3 separate regions of the Sus scrofa genome follow, and all the other regions are linked to region 2. The links are chromatin contacts, called in public HiChIP or PLAC-seq maps. All regions are on one chromosome and are shown on one strand. Each heading gives the region's core, a stretch centred on a gene start, on an enhancer-like site or on the middle of the called end of the contact. The rest is flanking DNA. Distances are from core to core; before and after follow the strand shown.

Region 1 (2,740 bases), core at 234-2,733, 61 kb after region 2:
CTAGGGCTCACTTTATACAAACGCACACACATTTCATAAGATACATTTTTTGCTTTTTAGGACCGCTCTGCTCCTCCCTGCTCAATCCCTCAAGGTGGGGTTTACGGAGCTTAGATCCCTCCCCTACCGCGGTCCTCAGGGCCCGCTACTGCCCACTGCTGTCTCAGGTTCGAAATCCTCAGCTCTGTAGTTCCCAGCTGTGCGACTTTGGAGCACGCCGCCTGTCTTAGCCTCAGCCTCCCCCTCTATAAACGGCAGATCACCATAGGGCCTCCCTTGATGAACTGTCCTAGACTCTTCTAGAACCCTGCCAGACACACACTAAAGGCTATACGCGTGTTTGCTTTTATTTTTATATGACGAGAAGGCATGGTGCACAGGTGGAAAAGGAGGCGGCGGAAGGGGGCTGGGAAAAGGCTTTCCCACTTAGCTCCTACCTCTCAGAGAATTAACCTTTAAGCTGTTTGTTTGATTCTTGATAAAGGACGCCACAAGGTCCAGCTGTTCTATCCCTGGGGCGAGAAGGGAGGAAATTCCAGTGGGTCCCTCCATCTCCCTCCGGGACGGGCCCCGCCCTTCCCCTCTTGGGGGCGGAGCCCCCAGAGCCATCATCTCCCCCGCCCGAGGCTACCCGGCTGGTCTCTTTGCCCCCCACCCCCGCCCCCGCCCCCGCCCCCGGACTGGGCACCACCCCCCTCAGTACGCACCCACTCTCCCCACAAAGGCATTCAGCGCGTAGTCTCGGAAGAAGGGCCCCTCCATGCCCAGCAGCAGGGCCTGAGCGCGGGCCCGCAGCTGCTGTACTTGGAAGCGGCTGGGGATGAGAGCGACACGCAGCTGGCTCAGGGCCTCCAGCACCGAGAGGTCACACTGCAGGCAGCCCCAGCCTCGGCGGGCGCTCAGGCCCAGGAGCAGCAGAAGGGCCAAGGCCGGAGGCATGGCGGAGGCCTTTGTGACGTCACAGAGAGAACCCGGCAGGCTCCTCCCCCAGGCAGGGGCGGAGTCAGGGAGGCCCAAGGAGAAACGCTCGCGTGCGCAGGCGCGTGCTTGCAGAGCACCTACTATGTGCCAGGCACGGGACTGGGAGCGAAGGAGAGAGTCTCGAAAAACAGAGGCCTCTGCCCAGGCTTCTTCGCGTTTACGGTCATTTTTTTCAACATATGCGTATTGAGCACCTACTGTGTGCCAGGTGCTGTTCCAGGAGCTGGGGTTAGAGCTGAGAAAACCACAAAAATCCCTGCTGTTTTCACCACTTACATTCATTAGTTCAACATATATTTACTGAGCACCTCTTACCGGCCAGTCCCTGTTCTAGGCCCGTGATGGATCACTGAGGCAAGTATTTATTATGGCCCCAACCCCTAGGAAGGAATCTGACATACAACAGTCAATAAATATTTGAGGGCGTTCTAGTTTTGGCTCAGAAGGTTACAAACCCAACCAGTATCCATGAGCATGCGGGTTCGATCTCTGGCCCTGCTCAGTGGGTAAGGGGATCCAGCGGTTGCCCTGAGCTGTAGTGTGGCTTAGACCCACACTGCAGCCAGTCGGACCCCTAACCTGGGAACTTCATATGCCTCAGGTGCTGTCCTAAAAAGCAAATAAATAAATCAATATTTGGAAAAAAGTCATTTTCCATTTCTGTCTGTTTCCTCCTCCCTAAAATGAGGATAAAAATATACCTACCTTATCCCAAGGGTGCAGTGGTGTTCCCTGGTGTCCCAACAGTTTAGGATTTCTCACTGTCACTGCTGTGAATGGGATTTGATCCCTGGCCTGGGAACTTCTGCATGCCATGAGCACGGCCAACAAACAAACAAATAAACAAAAAACCCACAAACGAAAAACCCCAAAACAAAAACCGAAATCCGAACTGTAAACTGTAAAACAAAAAACCCCAAAACAAAAACCGAAATCTGAACTTTAAATTGTATTGGGCTGTAATGGATTTAAACGTAGATTGCAAAAAATGGATTCTCAATTCAGTTATTGAGACTGCCTTAAACATGTTTGGAAGAACTGAAGTATGTGAATCTACTACTTCAGCTGTAAAAGGTATGAAATCTAAAAAGAGAGAAAGTGTCATTAATGAAAAAATCAGTGTCGGAATTGACCTGTGCTGTCCTAAGATCATTTTAAAGGTTCAGTGTAATAAAAGGTAAAAAACTTTTTTTATATTAGTTGCACTTTGAAGTGATACTATTTTGCTGTATTGAGTTAAATAGAATATAATTAATGTCACTGTCCATTTTTACCTTTTTCATGTGGCCAGCAGAAATCTGATTACTTAGGGGGTTTGAATTATATTTAAATTGAACATCGCTGGCCTCGCACATAATGATGCTTAATAGGTATCACTTGAAGTGAATCAGATGTGATTAAATTAATTGGGGTATAAAGGGGAGAATCACTTAAGGTGTCATGGGGTGCTCCCTGAGTCTTTCTCCCCATTAACCTCATTGAATTTAATCACATCTGATTCACTTCAAATGATCCCCATTAGGCCTCATCCCTGTGCTTGGCAGGAGAGAAACAGGAGAGAATTTCGCTTGGGTGTGATCACCGTCTTGTGGTCTAATCAGCCCATGACACCTTAAGTGATTCTCAACCAAAGCCCCCAGTTAATTTTATCCCAGCGAATTCAATGCACATGACACCTACTAGGCACCAACTGCATGCTAGGCCACAAATAGAGGAGAGAATTTCAATCGGGGGACTTCACAAGCCTCATTTGAGCCAT
Region 2 (2,700 bases), core at 71-2,570:
GGTCACGTCAGAGTTAAAGGTGCCAGCCTACACCACAGCCACAGCAACACCAGATCCGAGTTGAGTCTGCAACCTATACCATAGCTCACAGCAATACCGAATCCTTAACCCACTGCTGGAGGCCAGGGATTAAACCTGTGTCCTCATGGATACTAGTCAAATTCATTTCCACTGAGCCATGACGGGAAATCCTGGTGAACATTTTTAAGCTAGAAGAGTCACCACTGCCACAATAATCCTGAAGCCCATGTTGATGCTGGAGCCACGAGATCAAAATTGTCTAGAGGATAGCTACCCTGGAGAGTTGTTCCAAACTTTGTATTAATCCTTGTGTTTGGGTTAAGCTACTGAGATTTGGGGGTCCTTGTTACTGGAGCATGGTCTACATTTAAAAGACTTTGCTAGGTACTTGGGTAAATAAAATCTGAAAATTTGTGGCTTTTTTGTTTGCTTGTTTTGGCCACATCTGCAGTCTATGGAAGCTCCTGGGCTAGGGATCAAATCTGAGCTGCAACCTACGCCCCAGCTGTAGCAATGCCAGATTCTTAACCCATTGTGTCATAGTGGGAACTTCTGTGGTGGTTTTTGGTTTTTTGTTTTAAATCTCTTTAGGGTTCACCCACGGCATATGGAGGGTTCCAGGTTAGGGGCTGAATTGGAGCTGTAGCCCCTGGCCTACACCACAGCTCAGGGCAATGCCAGATCCTTAACCCACTGAGCGAGGCCAGGGATCAAACCTGCATCCTCATGAATGCTAGTCAGATTTGTTTCTGCTGAGCCATGACAGGAACTCCCAGTGGTGGTATTAAGTGTCTTTGCTTTCAGTGGAATTTCCCCAGCTACCGAGTGCCGCTGGATAAAGATGGCCTCCAGGGATGAGCAAGTGCCTGGACCACTGCCATGTCCATGATAACCTTCCTCTTGGGAGTGAAGTCTGAGAGAAGCAACATACAGGAGATGGAGGAGGAGCAGGCTATTGGAGGGGAACTGGCTTTAAGGGGCATGTGCCTGAGGGGATGGTACCTTTATGGGTCACAGATGGCCCTCAGATTCACTGGGCTGAAAACTCCATCTAAACAGTGTCCTGTAAGTGAAAAAAGGTACAGAGGCTGACTCAGGGTCACTGCACATGTAGATAAAAGATACTAGTTAACATTCACTGAGCTTTGGCTACGTAGCCAGTCTGTGCTAAGGTCATTCATTCATTCAATAAGTACTCACTGGACTCCTAAGATGTGCCAACTTGCTGCGGATACAGTAGCAAAGGAAACAAGGCTCCTGACCGACATAGCTCACATTCCAGTGGGGGAAGACAAGTTTACTAAACAAATAAGTAAGTGTTTAATAAGTCAGATGGAAAAAAAAAAGTAAATCGGATGGAGATAAACTCTCAAAAAATATAGATAGAAGAAAGAAGGGAATCTCAGAGTCTTGAAGTCAGCAGACCAAGGTCATGCTGTTAGTTCAGGACTTAAAACCAAGGCTCCAACATTCAGGTCAACCTTTAGCATTTATTCATCCATTTACTTTATTTATTCTGCAAATATTTACTGAACATCTGCTATGTGTTAAGTACTTTGTCTCTCCTGGAAACTTCTGAGACCAAAAACAGAAGAGGAGCTTAAGGTAAGACTCCACCTTCCGTCAGGAGAGCTAATACGTCTCGACCCCGCCCCCTACAGAACCCAGGGATGACGTAGTACTAAGGCGGGGCGTCTGACAAACTCTCCACTAGCCACGCCCACCACCAAGAACCCAACTAAGCTTGAGACAGCAGAAACCAGCCGGTGATCCCGACGCCCAGAAGTCTCTTTCACCCCGAACCCCGACCCCCGCTCCTGCGGGCTCGGCCTCCCATAAAGGGTCGTGCTGACGACCGAATTGTGGCTAGGGTGTCTGGAGACCTGCCCCTGGTTCGCCTCGCTTTCCCCTCACCTCTGGATTTGGTGAGCCTGGGAGCGGGGGGGGGGGGGGGCAGATATTTGCAGCCTGACCCTCGAATCTTCCAGGGGAACCAGGACCGACCTTCTCAGTTGCCCCGGAGAAACTTCCGCCCAGGCAGAAGGTGCTGCGCGCGCATCCTCTCGCCAGAGGGAGGACTGCGCCCGCGCAGTCCAACCTGGCCTCCGGACTGCCCGCGGGCTATGACTACCTGGTTACTTCATTTCCCAGGCACCTTCGCGGCAGGTCAGCCCTCTGACTCAAAAGTGGGGGAGGGATTATTCCCTCATCGCCCAACCCCGTCTCACCTTCCGTGGAATGCGTCGTGATTCTACAACGCATGTGCCCTGTGGAGCCAATCGTAAGGAGGGATGGAATACGAGGCATATCTCCACCAATCAGAGGTCAAAGTCTCATTTCTTCCGCCTCAACCCCACCCTTACCTTCTCGCGTGTTCCCTCAGGAATTCAGGTTCTTCCTCAACGTGTTTCCACGGCAACCCTCTAGTTGTCGCCTTCAGAAATGGAAAAACCTCCCGGTCTTCTCCAAAAGGCAGGATAACATGATTAGAATGTCTTCGAAAGCTGGACTACAATGCCCAGATGACACTTGGTGCCAATTCTTTCTATTTATTTCCCAGCGTGCTCAGCGGGCCCTCCAACGACGAAGACGCTAGGGCAGATGAGAAGATAAGAGAAGTTCGCACAGCCCTCTGGGAAACGGAGTCTTGGCGTTGGCTCGCGGAGGCTCCCGGCTGGA
Region 3 (2,700 bases), core at 57-2,556, 45 kb before region 2:
ACAGCATGTACAGAGCACAAACCTGGATGGAGTTTTTGTGCCTGTGTGTGCCCTTTTTTTTTTTTAAGGGCCAAACCCATGGCATATGGAGGTTCCCAGGCTAGGGGTCAAATCGGAGCTGTAGCCGCTGGCCTATGTTACAGCCATAGCAATGCAGGATCTGAGCCTTGTCTGCGACCTACACCACAATACACTGGATCCTGAACCTACTGAGCAAGGCTGGGGATTGAACCTGTATCCTCATGGATGCCAGTCAGATTCGTTTCTGCTGAGCCACGACAGGAACTCCTGACCACCGTTTTTATTGGAGCCTCTTGCAGGTTGAATTGCTTCCTTCCCAAAGACGAATCCTGGATTATGTAGTCTTTTGTGTCTGGCGTCTTTGGCTTGGCGTAATCTTTTGAGGGCCCTCACATTGTAGTGTGTGTCAGGGCTGCATTCCTGTTGACGGCTGAGTAATATTCCATTGTGTGGCTGGACCACATTTTGTTCATAGTATTTTTTATTTGCTAGTTAATATCCAATCCATAGGGCTTGATGGGGGTAGGGGGTGGGCAGTAGAGACCCTCACAGGCGCTCACCTCTCAGCTCACCACACCCCTCCCCTTCCTGTACCCAGCTGGAGGCATGCAGGGACAGGGCGGGGGGGAGTGGGGCAGAGAGCCTGTCCCTGGATGCAAGACATCCCCAGATCACCTGCGTGTGATCCAAGGTTCTGATTCCCCCGGTGCCTCCTCCTTATCCCATTAGACTTTATTCACAAAGTGCAAATCCAAAGATAAAATTATTGGGAATTTCAAGATGGCAACCTCAGTTCATCAAACCCCAGGCCCTTCTGAGCCTGGGGCCTTGTGCCGTAATTTCTTAATGTGGAGCCCAGGGCCTTGTGTGGACACACACTCGGCCCCAAGACAGGTGCGGGGTCAAGGGGTTGAGGGTCCTTGGGGAGCCTGAGGAGGACATTGGGTTTGGGGTCATACAGGGAAAGGCAGGAGTTGGGAGGCCCTCCTCTGTCCCCAGCACCTGCATAGAGTAGAGAGATGTTTGCTGGCGCACGAATGAGTGAGTGAATGAATAAGTGAGTGAGGGAATCCCTGCCTCCAGCACCTCACCTGGCGCCCTTCCTCACCTGTTTGCCTTCAGAGCCCCATTCCCGGCACTGCCCTCCCCCTAGGCTGAGCCCTGCAGGCTCCCCCCGCCACCCCCCGCCCCCTGCCCTGATGCCTCCATCCATGAAAGGAGAAGTCAGAAGAGATGTATTCCAGACCTCTGCGATTCTGAGCTTCCTCTTTTGCTCTTTTGCAGATAGGCAGTGCCCCTTCTCCCCCAGAAGCTTCCTGTTGGAGCTTCCTTCTAGGACAGACAGGCAGGTCCAGAAGGTGGACAGTCCTGAGAAGTCCTGACCCCATGGACGTGAAGATGCTGCCGCTGCCGCTGCTGCTGCTCTTGCTGCGCATGGGTGAGCGGTAGGTGGGGAGAGGGGGTCCGGGGCTGGGGCGGGGGCTGGGGCTGCAGCTGAGCCTCTGTGTCCCTGCCCCCAGTGTCCCCGCAGAGGGACCCATGGTACCAGCTCCAAGTGCAGGAATCTGTGACAGTGCCGGAGGGTCTATGCGTCCTTGTGCCCTGCACCATCTCCTAACCCTGGACGGGCTGGAATGACGCTACTCCCGCCTACGGCTACTGGATGCGGAAAGAGGAGAAACCCCAAAATGATGTCATTGTGGCCACAAACCACCCCGTCAGGGCCGCACAAAAGAGGAGGAAATTCCCATTCGACCTCTCCGGGGACCCCGGGGCCAACAACTGCTCCCTGAGCATCAGAGACGCCAGGAAGAGGGACAGTGGAAGCTATTATTTTCAGCTGGTGAGAGGAGCTGAGGTGAAATACAGTTTCAGACGTAGTCTGCTCACTGTGAACGTGACAGGTACAGAGTGGTCCCCAGGAACTGACCACAGCAGGGGGCGAGCGAGAGGTGGTCCCTGCCTCTCATCTCTAAGGGGGATAGTGACAGATCAGGGTTGGGCCCCCGCGGGGGTCCCCTCTGGGATCTGGCCTCTCCCTCTTTCCTCTCCAGCACTGACATGGACCCCTGATATCTACATCAAGGAGCCCCTGGCATCTGGCTCCGGCAGCCACCTGACGTGCTCCCTGCCAGGCGCTTGTGACTGGGCCACGCCCCCCACCATCTCCTGGATGGGGGCTGCCCCGGACGCCTCAGCTGCCTCTAACTCCTCAGAGATCCTGCTCACCCCCCGCCCCCAGGACCATGGCACCGACCTCACTTTCCGGGTGACCTTCCCCAGGGCTGGTGTGAGCACGGAGTGGACCCTCCAGCTCAACGTGTCATGTGAGCGCAGGACCTGGGATGGCGGGCACCTGCGGGGGGGCGGGATGGGCGCTGGCGGCCCAGAGGCCAGGGGCCTGGGAGGGGTGGCGGGGAGGAGGCAGGCCCTGTTCTGCTTTGCTTCCTATTTCTGCACTTCCCCCGGGATGGGGTTGGGGGAGGAAAGCCAGCTCTGACTCCCTTCCTCACTGCTCTAGATGCTCCCCGGAACCTGGCCATCGGCATCTCTCGAGGAAATTGCACAGGTAGGACGCAAGGGCCCTGGGGACACAGGGAGAGGAGAGCCCCCATTCACTCTTAGGCAAGATTATTTTTACCTGATTCACTATGTGCAAAGACGATTTGTCACACATAG

What was found. HiChIP or PLAC-seq counts read pairs in DNA pulled down with a chosen protein or histone mark.
Region 1: an H3K27ac HiChIP or PLAC-seq map of alveolar macrophages shows a contact between it and region 2, with 2.8 times the contacts expected there. The contact joins the promoter of IZUMO2 here to the promoter of ZNF473 in region 2. A contact is called at or near these places in 1 of 5 promoter capture datasets (liver), 5 of 47 Hi-C or Micro-C datasets (embryonic fibroblasts, heart right ventricle, liver and 1 more) and 2 of 2 datasets of contacts at active chromatin or transcription factors (alveolar macrophages and skeletal muscle).
Region 3: a contact with region 2 is called in an H3K27ac HiChIP or PLAC-seq map of alveolar macrophages. The contact joins the promoter of SIGLEC11 here to the promoter of ZNF473 in region 2. A contact is called at or near these places in 4 of 47 Hi-C or Micro-C datasets (adipocytes, embryonic fibroblasts and epiblast stem cells) and 1 of 2 datasets of contacts at active chromatin or transcription factors (alveolar macrophages).

The regions. Positions count from the first base shown.
Region 1 is chr6:55,068,454-55,071,193 of Sscrofa11.1, forward strand. IZUMO2 (izumo sperm-egg fusion protein 2) reads right to left here and starts at 1,484. Exons shown (of 6, transcript XM_021094780.1): 1 at 708-1,484; 2 at 438-512. The coding sequence starts at 1,263.
Region 2 is chr6:55,007,932-55,010,631 of Sscrofa11.1, forward strand. ZNF473 (zinc finger protein 473) reads left to right here and starts at 1,321. Exons shown (of 6, transcript XM_021094774.1): 1 at 1,321-2,493; 2 at 2,582-2,700. It overlaps VRK3 (inactive serine/threonine-protein kinase VRK3), which reads right to left. Exons shown (of 16, transcript XM_013998683.2): 2 at 2,385-2,700; 3 at 1,024-1,084.
Region 3 is chr6:54,962,702-54,965,401 of Sscrofa11.1, forward strand. It overlaps SIGLEC11 (sialic acid-binding Ig-like lectin 11), which reads left to right and starts at 1,307. Exons shown (of 10, transcript XM_013998680.2): 1 at 1,307-1,459; 2 at 1,542-2,348; 3 at 2,543-2,590. The coding sequence starts at 1,685.